2 separate regions of the Mus musculus genome follow, and region 1 is linked to region 2. A link is a contact called in public Micro-C data. All regions are on one chromosome and are shown on one strand. The core of a region is the stretch at or near the end of the contact, and the rest is flanking DNA. Distances in the headings are between cores, read along the strand shown.

Evidence for each region. Hi-C and Micro-C count contacts between places; a contact is called where the count stands out from the background.
Region 1: a Micro-C map of trophoblast stem cells shows a contact between it and region 2, with 2.7 times the contacts expected there. The contact joins two enhancer-like sites. A contact is called at or near these places in 2 of 484 Hi-C or Micro-C datasets (palatal mesenchyme and trophoblast stem cells), 6 of 115 datasets of contacts at active chromatin or transcription factors (the HPC-7 cell line, VIP interneurons, embryonic basal ganglia and 2 more) and 1 of 9 other capture datasets (embryonic stem cells).

Annotation. Positions count from the first base shown.
Region 1 is chr5:75,598,662-75,603,799 of GRCm38.p6, forward strand. The region is part of intron 1 of Kit (KIT proto-oncogene receptor tyrosine kinase); the gene reads left to right. Among named protein-coding and RNA genes, the nearest start is that of Kit, 26 kb to the left of the region's middle. Within about 2 kb of position 1,545, at least 18 of the 459 cell types and tissues checked have an H3K27ac peak or open chromatin away from gene starts, as enhancers often do. A contact at or near this core is called in trophoblast stem cells, where this site is marked.
Region 2 is chr5:75,214,615-75,219,647 of GRCm38.p6, forward strand. No RefSeq gene overlaps it. Among named protein-coding and RNA genes, the nearest start is that of Mir7025, 40 kb to the left of the region's middle. Within about 2 kb of position 1,372, at least 7 of the 459 cell types and tissues checked have an H3K27ac peak or open chromatin away from gene starts, as enhancers often do. A contact at or near this core is called in trophoblast stem cells, where this site is marked.

The DNA of each region.
Region 1 (5,138 bases), core at 295-2,794, 380 kb after region 2:
CACTCCACCGGTATTTCTCCCTTTGGACTCCTCTCTCGGTCGGTCCCAGCGGAGAGCCTCCGTCAACTTTGTGCTACAGCTAAATTTTCCTCAAAGGACTCGTTCCAAAATATGAGCGGCTTAATGTGTGTCTTACCCTAACTTGGGTGTCCTTGAGCCAGTATGGGCTCCTGTACCACTAGGCCACATGCAGCATTCCCCGAGCTACTTCTAGCTTGTCGGAGCTCTTCAATCCCCTTCCTCCTTCAGGGACCTTGGGCCTTGCCGTCTATAGCTCTGGTCTTTGTAATCTACCCCAAGCCCCAACCCCAGTAATTTCACAGACACTCCAGGTACCACCACTTTGGACTAGACGGATCCAAATATCCCTAAGTCTATTTTTCTTCTAATCACTTGACATCCACAATGTTCCATCACAGAGGCCTCTGACACGAGTGTCATCTTGTCTCCTCACTGTCCAGGGCCAGCTTGCCTGGAGTCCCCTTAAGCACTTAGAAATACGGTCCTCCAGCCATCTTGCTCTTCCTTGTTTCTCAACTGACTTTGTTCTAGTCTCATTTTCTCAGGGCAGACTCCCTCCTGTGGAAAAGCAGGTCCTGGGCTGGTCTCCCCACCCTAACTAACCCCCAGCTCGCTGCTCTTTTTCTGGGGGGGGGGGGGTTGTACTTGCGCTCTCTCTCATCCCACCCGCAGCCTGGCCGTACACTTTGTTCAACTTGAACTCTGAACTCCCGGAACCCCTTTCTGATCTCTGCTGACACTCCATCCCTTTTCACTTTAATCAGTTCACTTTAATGCAGATATTCCTTACGTTACAATAGTAGGAATGTTGATTTAAAAAAAAAACTTAGAAGTTATAAATGTATTTAATTAATACACTCAATCTGTCAGATATCCTAGCTTAGCTGAGCCTGAGACTCACAACTGTTAGCCCACAGTTGGGCCAACTAAGTTGAGCCCTTGTTAAAAAAAAAAAAAAAAAAAGGCACCCAAACACTCCATGCCCAGTTTCCAGTGAGGATGGCTTCTTAATGTTCCTAAGGTGAAGAGCCAAGGATGGATAGCCCTTTTGCCAGCACTGGCTTCATTGGTCTCTGGCTGGGAGCGTCCCTCCTCCAGCTGGGTGTGTGGTAGGCGGGTGTGCTCTTAGCCCTCAGCACTCCCTAAGTTAAATAGCGGGGCTGAGTTCCTGCTGGTCCTCGGAGACCCAGCTCACACCTGTTGTAGCAATTGCAGGCATGCCCACTTTATTAGGTTTACTTTCTCCTCCTCTCTTCTGCCAGCTAGCTCGCTTTTAAGCCAATCTTGACAGATACCTCTCTGCAGGAGCTGCTTTTAAAAACACCCTGCAAAGATACCTTGTCCTTTGTTTTGGGAGTTTTGAAACTGACTTAAGCGGCTGCATTGCTAGTGCTTGAAACATCAAGTTGGCTCATAAATCCAACAGACTCCGCACCAACTCAAAACGTATCACGTCTCTGAACGCTAGACAGAAATTTGCATTAGACAAGGGGTTGTTTCCTGGGGCCTGTGGCCTAGGAGACAGGAGAGTTTGTTTATTGTCTACACCTCTATGACCTTGGTGATGAATTCCGTCAGTACTGTTATCTTTGTACTACTGATTTAAATATGACCCAGAAAGCTCTTTGGAGACCTCAGAGTCTTGTGTCTGTGTGTGAGTGTGGTCACAACTGACCAGGAAGATACTTTGAAAGGCAGGTAGTCTTAGTAGTTTGAGCATAAAGTGATTTGATTTATTTCAAAGCACATGCTACCCTAAGTACATTTGATTTTTTTTTTCCTTTTAGTGTACAATATATAAAACAACAGGAAAGGATGACGGTCTTTGACACTACATGTAGCAAACATACCCGCTGTGGTGTGGTGTAGGATGGTGTTCTCGGTTACTGGCCCATCTCTTAGACACACCTTCTCATTCCCTACGCCTACTTGTTTATTGGGCACCATCTGCATTCCTGGACTCTAAGAAACTTGACTCTACAGAGACTGGTGCTGACTGTCCTGGAGGCTGAGCACTCACTGCAGGCCCAGCCCCTCATAGGCGTAGCTTACCCTGATTCCCTGACACCATCTACTTTGAAGATGCTCTCTTCCTCAAACATCTGTGTAGATTCCCCAGACTTGGGTATCATGGTTGCTTCCCCTGGAACCTTTCTTGGTCCTTCTGGGAAGCCCAATAGCTGCTCCCCTCTTTGATGGAACACATTGCTCCTTCCCTCCCCCTCTCTCTATTTCATTCATGTTATCTGTCTTCTGTGCAGGGCTCTGGGTTGCCCACCAGCACCGTCTTTTAGTTATGTGATAGATTCTTGCTGAAGGCATTGGCTTCTGCAGAGCAGCGTGCAGACAGACAGTGACCTCTGTGACCTGGCTTCCCTTAGTGTGCGGGTGACCCAGAGTCTCCCTATCCCTAGGATTGGCTTGAGGGCCCATGTGACATTCACTGAGCCCTTCCTTACTGTCCCCAGCTTAGTTCTATTCCCAGTATCCTCTTTGTAAGGACTCCAGGGTGTTGTAGGTAATTACCAGGATTCTTTCATCTTGGTTCTTACCCACTCTATTCCTATGGGGCTAGGCTGTAAAAGTCTGTCAAAAACAAAGTGACACTCCGGCCGTCAGACTTTCTTTTTACTATAAATGTAACTAAGCACAGAAACTGAGGAACATTTGAGCTACAAGGTCTAGAGGCTCTGTCTTCTCCTGGCCTACTTCTCCAAAACTAGACTTCGTAGGTTTCCTTCCCAACCATTTCTTTATCTGGTTCCTTATATTTACCTACAAAGAAGGAAAGACTTTAAAATGACTTCCTCACTTTTAACCCCATCTAGAACTCCAGGCGTTGCAGGGATTTTTTTTTTCTTTTTTTTTTTTTTTTTTTTTTTTTTTTTTTTTTAAAAGAATAAGGCCCTGGGAGTCAAAGCTAACAAACAGGAGCCAACCACTACTGCAGGGGCTGGCCAGAGACTGGCTCAGCCAGCCAGGAGGATTCCTGGCCGGGCCTCTGTTTTGTTAATTGCTACATTGTAACAAACACAGGTATTACCTTTGTTTTGTTTTGTTTATAAAGAAAAAAAATGCCACACAACATACTGTATCTTCAGTAGGGAGCCAAATTCTTTTCTTTGAGATTTGGTTGCTTTTGAGTTTCAGAGGAGTTCTCAGAGGTGTTCTGAGCAGCCGTCCTTGCTGTGCATGCTCCGTACACCAAATGCAAGCTCTGTGGATTGTAATTCGGTTTCCTCCCAAGAAGTTCTCCTCAGGCGTGCTGAATACAGGCTGCAAATTGGAGGCCCCCTCTAATCTTAATCTAATCTAAACGTTTCACCCACATTAAATCCAACAGTAGATCTCCCCCAGTGAGGCACCCCTTACGTGTGTGTGTGTGTGTGTGTGTGTGTGTGTGTACAGCAAATACTTCATACATGTAACTGATCCATAATATACTATCTGTATGCATCCTGGACAGGTTTGGGAATAAAGTCAGATGACTCAGGCAGTGTGAGACTTAGTTGGTCACCCTGGGGCACAAGTGTCTTGGGCTCCCACTTCTGTGGAGTCAGCATGAGCTTCTAGATCCTTCAGCTCAGAGTTAAAAGGCCTCTTTCAACACTTCAGCACTGGCTGCTTCGGACAGTGAGGAATTCAGGGTGTTTTGTTTTTGTTTTTGTTTTTGTTTTGTTTTGTTTGTTGTTTTTCCAATTGTTTTTAATGACACAATTTAAGCCACCCCTGGAGCCACACCTAGTTTTAGCTAAGAGTGAGCCAGGGCCAGCTGGAGAAGGCTAATGTGGTTCTGGTCCACGATTTTTGTTTGTTTTATTTTAACTTCAGGTTTTTTTGTTTGTTTGTATGTTTGTTTGTTGGCTTCTTTGAAACAGATTTTTTTTTCTTCTGTATAGCCCTGGCTAGCCTCACACTCTGAGATCTGTCTGCCTTTGCCTCCTGAGCACTGGGATAAAAGACATGCACCACCACGCCTGGCTTAATTTTAGTTTAGTTTTTTTTTTTTTTTTCTTTTTTCTTTTTAAATGATGGTGCAATATACTCAACATGGAATGTGCTATCCTAAAGTATCTAGTTCAGCAGCGATGAGAGGTACACAGTGTGGGACAGTCGCCATCCCTTCTCGTTTCCAGGGCCTCTTTCTCCTCCTGCCAGAGTGGCCAGTGATAAATTGAGCTGCTCTCCCCGCCCCTCCAGCCTCTAGTAACTGCCACTCTGCTTTCTGATTCTGATTTTCCCAAACCCAGGTATTTCATGTAAGGAAGGACATGTATATTTATTTATCTGTGTCTTTTCGTGTTGTAGCTCAACAGTACTTCATTCTTTTTTTATGGCTTACTAATATTTCATTGCATTAACACCCAACATCGTGTGCTTCATCTGTCTGTAGACAGTTGTGCTCTTTCTGCCTCTGGGCTCCATCGAATAATACAAAAATGCTGTCGGGGTTGTGTCTGAGTCCCTGCCTTGAGCTGACCGGATTTTGGATAAATTTTACACAGTTTCTAGGGAAGCCACTGTGGGTGCGGAGGATGCCTTGATGTTTCTTTGGCACCAGTGCCTAAAGCTTTTCATAGTTGTCTACTTATGTGCCCCCTCTGTCAAGGGACTGTCATTGTTTGTTTGCTTGTTTGTTGTTTTGGTGAGCAAGAGCCCGCACTCAGCAAGGACTTGTAAGTTCTTCCTGGAGAGCAGCTGTGTTTGCCATCTGACCCTCCTTTTTCGTTAGATTCCAATCTCTAGGGTGCTGAGTTTTATCATATGTCGTTTTCTTTTGGTTCATTAATTAACATGTTCAGGGACAAGAGAAGAAATCTCACTACTGTCCATAGCCACACATGATGAAGGATGCGTGTTCATTCAGTGGTACAAAAATCTTGGTGGGAGACAAAAGGCAGCCCAATAAACTCATGGCTGAAAGCTTGCGGAATTGAATATCAGGTATGCACATCAAAATGTGTGCTTCAAAGTGGCCTCATGGCTCAGCTGAAATACTGAGATTGTGTGGGTGGGGGTTGGGGGTGGGGAGGTGGGGGATGGGGTGTGCATGGGCACACACAGCCCTGTGCACAGAGGTCAGAGGAGGGCCTCAGGTGTTTCCTTTGCTGTTTATC
Region 2 (5,033 bases), core at 122-2,621:
GCTTACCTGAACAGGTGCCGGACCCCAGACATGGGAGACCTTTGGAGCATCTTTCCTTTCTCTCCGAAGCTGCACATTGACCACAAGAGGGAAGCATCACACCAAATTCGTCCTTGGTCAACCTGCTCTTTGTTCTGGCTTTCCAATTGTCATCTAGGCGGAAGGCAGGTGAGCTCCTGCTGGCAGGAGACTGCTGCTTAGCCAGGGGGTCAGGTCTGCCTGGGGTCTTGAGCACAGCCTTCTAGTCAGGAGGTGCTTTGTGAATAGTCCTCACCATTGATGAACACTCGGCGTTTAGTCTAATATTAATATTAAATAAAGCACGGAGAAAGATAGGTCTGGGGAAATTTTTAGATTCTTAAGAGTTTTCAAATGTCGAAAATACTTAGAATCGAAGGATCAGCTTCCAGGGTTGGCCCTGTGATGTGTCCTGAGTGGCGTGCTTTTAGATGGGGTTTTTACACTCACCTACTGTGTGACACACCTACTCCTTCCTGTCTAGATCCCAATGCTGTCTGCCATGAGAATGAAGCTAGAGACTGTGGACCAAAGTGCTGAGTCAGGAAGGAGACTGCGGGTGTCCTCAAGATGCAAGCCAGGTGAGCGCAGTCAGTGTACCTAAGGATTGCCCCATGCTGAGAAGGTCTTCCCAACCGATGTGTGTGTGTGTGTGTATGTGTGTGTGCACATCACAAAATAGCAAAAATTACATTTAAATCTTTGTTCAATTTAGAGTCTAGTAAGACGGTGCACATGGGCAAGCCCTGTGACTCCAGAGATGAGAAGGAAGGTAGAGAATTTATAGTTACCCTGAAGGACATCATAACACCTTATCTAAAAAGAAGGAGGCAGAAGAGGAGGAGGAGCAGAAAGGAAGGGAGGAAAGAAGGAAAGAAGGAAGGAAGGAAGGAAGGGAGGAAGGGAGGAAGGAAGGAAGGAAGGAAGGAAGGAAGGAAGGAAGTAAGTTAAGAAAGAAATGGGCTCATCACAATATTCCCAATTTAAAACCAAAGCCCTGGAATGTGCCTACCTCTAGGAAAATCAAACCAGGCTCAGGTCAGCATGGGTCTCCTGGGACCTCTACCCGAGCTTTCTGATTACCTCCTCAACTCTTCTAGGAGTCATGGGGGGAGAGTAAGTTTCATTTGTTTCAGAACGAAGGGATTCTGGCAGAAAATTCTGGATCCTTCCTGGTTCCCTTGAGGAGGCAGGAGCGGGTCAGACTCCCCCTGTGGTGTCTGTGGCTTTGCTCCAGGCCCTTTGATCTCACAGAGTCTGCCGCATGCCCTACAGGACCTCTCCATGACTGAGTATTTCGCTTTGGTCTGCTCACTATGAGGAGGCCTTGGGTAATTAGAAGAACTGCCTTGGGCTCTTCTGACCTCAAACACCTACACAACAATGCTCATTACTTCCTGTTCTCTTACAGCTGTGGCCAGGCCTGGGCCATCCCCCAAGGGTCAGTGACCTTTCCCAGAATGCCAATCGAAGCAAGGCTAGCCAATAGGCATCCTCAACCTTTACCATGTGGAGAAGGGAGATTATGCCTCTTGGGTTAGGGAAGCTCTAAGGTGTGCCTCTTGCGCTCTCTCCTTTAAATACCAGTGGTGCAGTGAAGGATTTTGAAGGTGTGATTCAACTCTCCAGACCTGGGAGCATGAGACCATATCCAAGGGCAGGACAGAGAAGACAGAAGCCCTGGAAATGTGAGACAGTGTGAGAGGACTTTGTCTTTAAGGACTGTCACTGGGTGGCAGGTAACCCACAAGGTAAGGGCATGCCAGGCTGGCAACTAACAGCAAAGAAAGGAGTTTAGCTAACAACTAGCATGAGCTTGAAAGAGAGCTCTGCCCCCATTGCCCCCCCCAGGAGAAATGCATCCAGTTGACTCTTTGACTCTGCCTGGAGAGATCCTGGGCTGAGGGCTAGGAAGGACACGCTGGAGAACCGTGAGATGATGGAGCTGTGCTGTGCTAAGTCACCAAGTATGCGGTCATTGGTTACTTGGTGTAGAAAACAAACAGGATGCCTCTCTTTGGGGTAGGAGTCCCAGGATGAGGCATGGGAGTCTTCCAAAATTCCTCTTTATATGACCTTTTTCCTCCCCGCCCCCTTGTAATCTTCCTTCCCCTCCATAGCTAGACTGGTGGCCTCCTTGTTCCGTGGGAAAGACTATCTTTGCTGTAAGAGCCACTGTCATCACCAACCACCTAGAAATGGCTTCAGCTCTGAATATCCTAGCATGATGGAAGATCAACAGAGGATCTACCACACCCCCAATACTATCCCCATTTCCTGCTACAAAGATGCAAACAATGTGTGTGAATACCCGGAGAGCTGAGCTAGGAGAAAAACCATTCTTGTTTTGTTTTGTTTTTTTAAATTAAGTCTTTGACCTTTCTTGCAGTGATTTCCTCTTTTTTTTTCCCTCCCAAATCAATTCCTTTAATTAGTATTGCTTAACACCCTGATATTTTAAGTGCTACGGTGGCCCAAAATAGTCATTTCTCATTGTCAAATCATCTACCTGTATTTGGGAAGTTGGTCCTCATCACTAAGGGATGCGTACTTCACTAAGGGATGCGTACTTTCACTCTGCTGAAGCCTCTGAGCATCTAAGGCTTTTATTCCAGAGGGCTAATTTTACTTCACAATTGAAAGAACCAGCTAAGTCATTTTCATTTGTAGTCTAAAAGTTATATTTTAAAAAATTGATTAGTTTTGGAAGAGAATGGACTATATGCGTGACTTTCTGAGACTGTGTGTGTGTGCATGTGTGAGGGGGAGGCATGTATTTGAATGTGCCATGGTGTATGTATAGAGGTTGAAGGAGTTCTATCTTTCCTTCCACAACATGGGTCCTAGGAATCAGAGCAGTGGGGTGGAAGCATGCACTTACCCACTGAGCTCTCTCAGCAGCCCCAATAGTCAATACAAAATCAAATTGACTTTAAAGAATTTAGAGTCTTATTTTAGTCTCTGCTCCAGAACCTAGGGATGTATGACTCTCCCTCCCTCCCTCCCTCCCTCCCTCCCTCCCTCCCTCCCTCCCTCTTTCTCTCTCTTTATCCTTATGTCCATCTCTCTTTCTCTGTCTCTTTTCTTTTTCTTTTTCTTTTTTTCTTACCACTGGGAATGGATTCGACGTGTTTTGGGATGATCACCCAGCCATATGGAGATGATAGAAAAGAGAAAGAGGATGACAGTTTGGGGAAGCATCAGACCTTGGGATCCAGAGCTGGCTGTGCTAAAGTCAGATTCCCAAATCACTTGAGCTAGAGAGCGCCCGTAGTCCCTTTCTGACACCTGTAAATGGCACAGTGTTTCTTTGCCTCTGGTTTTGTAGATCATTTCCAAAGTCACCCCAAAGCACATTCCCTCAGGGAAGTCAGGGAGTTTAGTTTTAGGATATAAAGAGAAAGGAGGGATGCAGCTGGTCAGAGAGTCAAACGCTCATTTCAGCAGACATACTGGGGAAAGCCGTTCGCTGACCCGATGGGGTAATGACTTGAGGGGAAAGAATCATATGTGCTCCAAAAGCTTGAAGGGACAAGCATATGAAAGCAGGAAATAACTGATTAAATTTTTTTTTTTGTCACCTGGAAACACCAACTTCAGACTTTCTGAAGTGGAAGGAAGAGATTGCTGGGAGAGAATAGAATAAGAAAGGGTGAAGAAGCACCCTCGGAGAAGTGAGGCAAGGGACTCTCGAGTGCAGAGGAAGTGTCTACTATGCCTGACAGAAACTGGGGAGAGCCCCTTAGGCAGCCTGAGCCAGATGAATTTAAAGCCTCAGTTCTGTGTAGCTTAGCATTTAGCACTCAGCACTCAGCATCCAGCACTTAGCACTCAGCACCTAGCACCCAGCACTCAGGTTGAGCATATCTTGTCTGCTTTCCCTGTTGCTGTAGAAACAGCATGACTAAAAGCCACTTGTGGAAGAAAGGGTTTATTTCCAGCTACATTTCCTGGTAGCATTCCATCAGCAAGGGAAGCCAGGGCGGGAGCACAAATCAGGAACCTAGAGGCAGGAAATGAAGCCGAGACCACAGAGGAGTACTGCTCACTGGCTTGCTCTCCATGGCTCGCTCTGCTTCCTTTCTTATTCAGCTCAGGCCCATATGCCCATGGGTGGCACCACTTACAGTGGGCCCTGGGCCTTCCTACCTCCATCATTAATAAGATACCAGATAGGCATGCCCTCTGAGGAGGCAGTGTCTCAGCTGAGGCTCCCTCTTCCCTGGCTCTCTAGCTCCTGTCAAGTTGATGAAGACAAAGCACCCAGAGCCTTTGTTGAAAGTTTCTATTAGTGGCTTTCCTTGAAATGCGTGTTTGGTTGTAAACTGCAGGCCCCACTGACAGGCACTCTAGGAAAACAAGGGTCAGAATTTCTCAGCTCACAATTCATTCTTCTGCTGTGGACTGAGTCCTGGGGTGTCAGCTTCAGACCATGGCTTCTGGGTTCCTCATGAGGACTCCGTAATAGACGCCTTCAGATCTTCACACTTAGAGTAATTATGATAAGTGCAGCATGGCCAGTGGAAGGCAACCCCAGTGAGGAAACTCACAGGAAATGATCCAGTGAAAAAGACCTTTACTGAGAAATCACCTGTATGCTCTTCAAACCACTTGCTTACAGCATGGAACACCATGGTTTTCAATGCATTTAGTGTTGCACAGTCAACTTTAGAACATGCTCGTGGCCCTTGGAAGCCCTGTATGCTCTGACTCCAGTCTTTTAACCTCTAGGGAACTCCTAATGTGCTTTCTGTCTCTGTCTTTTCTCAGATACTATACACCGGTTGCCTCTTGTCACTTTTATTCCACTTAGCATGGGTCAGGCGTCACCCGTGTGACAATGTATGTCAGAGCTTCCTTCCTTCTTTATGACTGAGTAATATTCTTTGGTAGGGAAATGCCACATTCTTTTGGCTCGTCATTTATCTCAGCGAATCTCAACCTGTAGGTCTCCACCCTTTTGGGAGCTGGATGACCCTTCCCCAGGAGTCGCCTAAGACCATTGGGAAACTCAG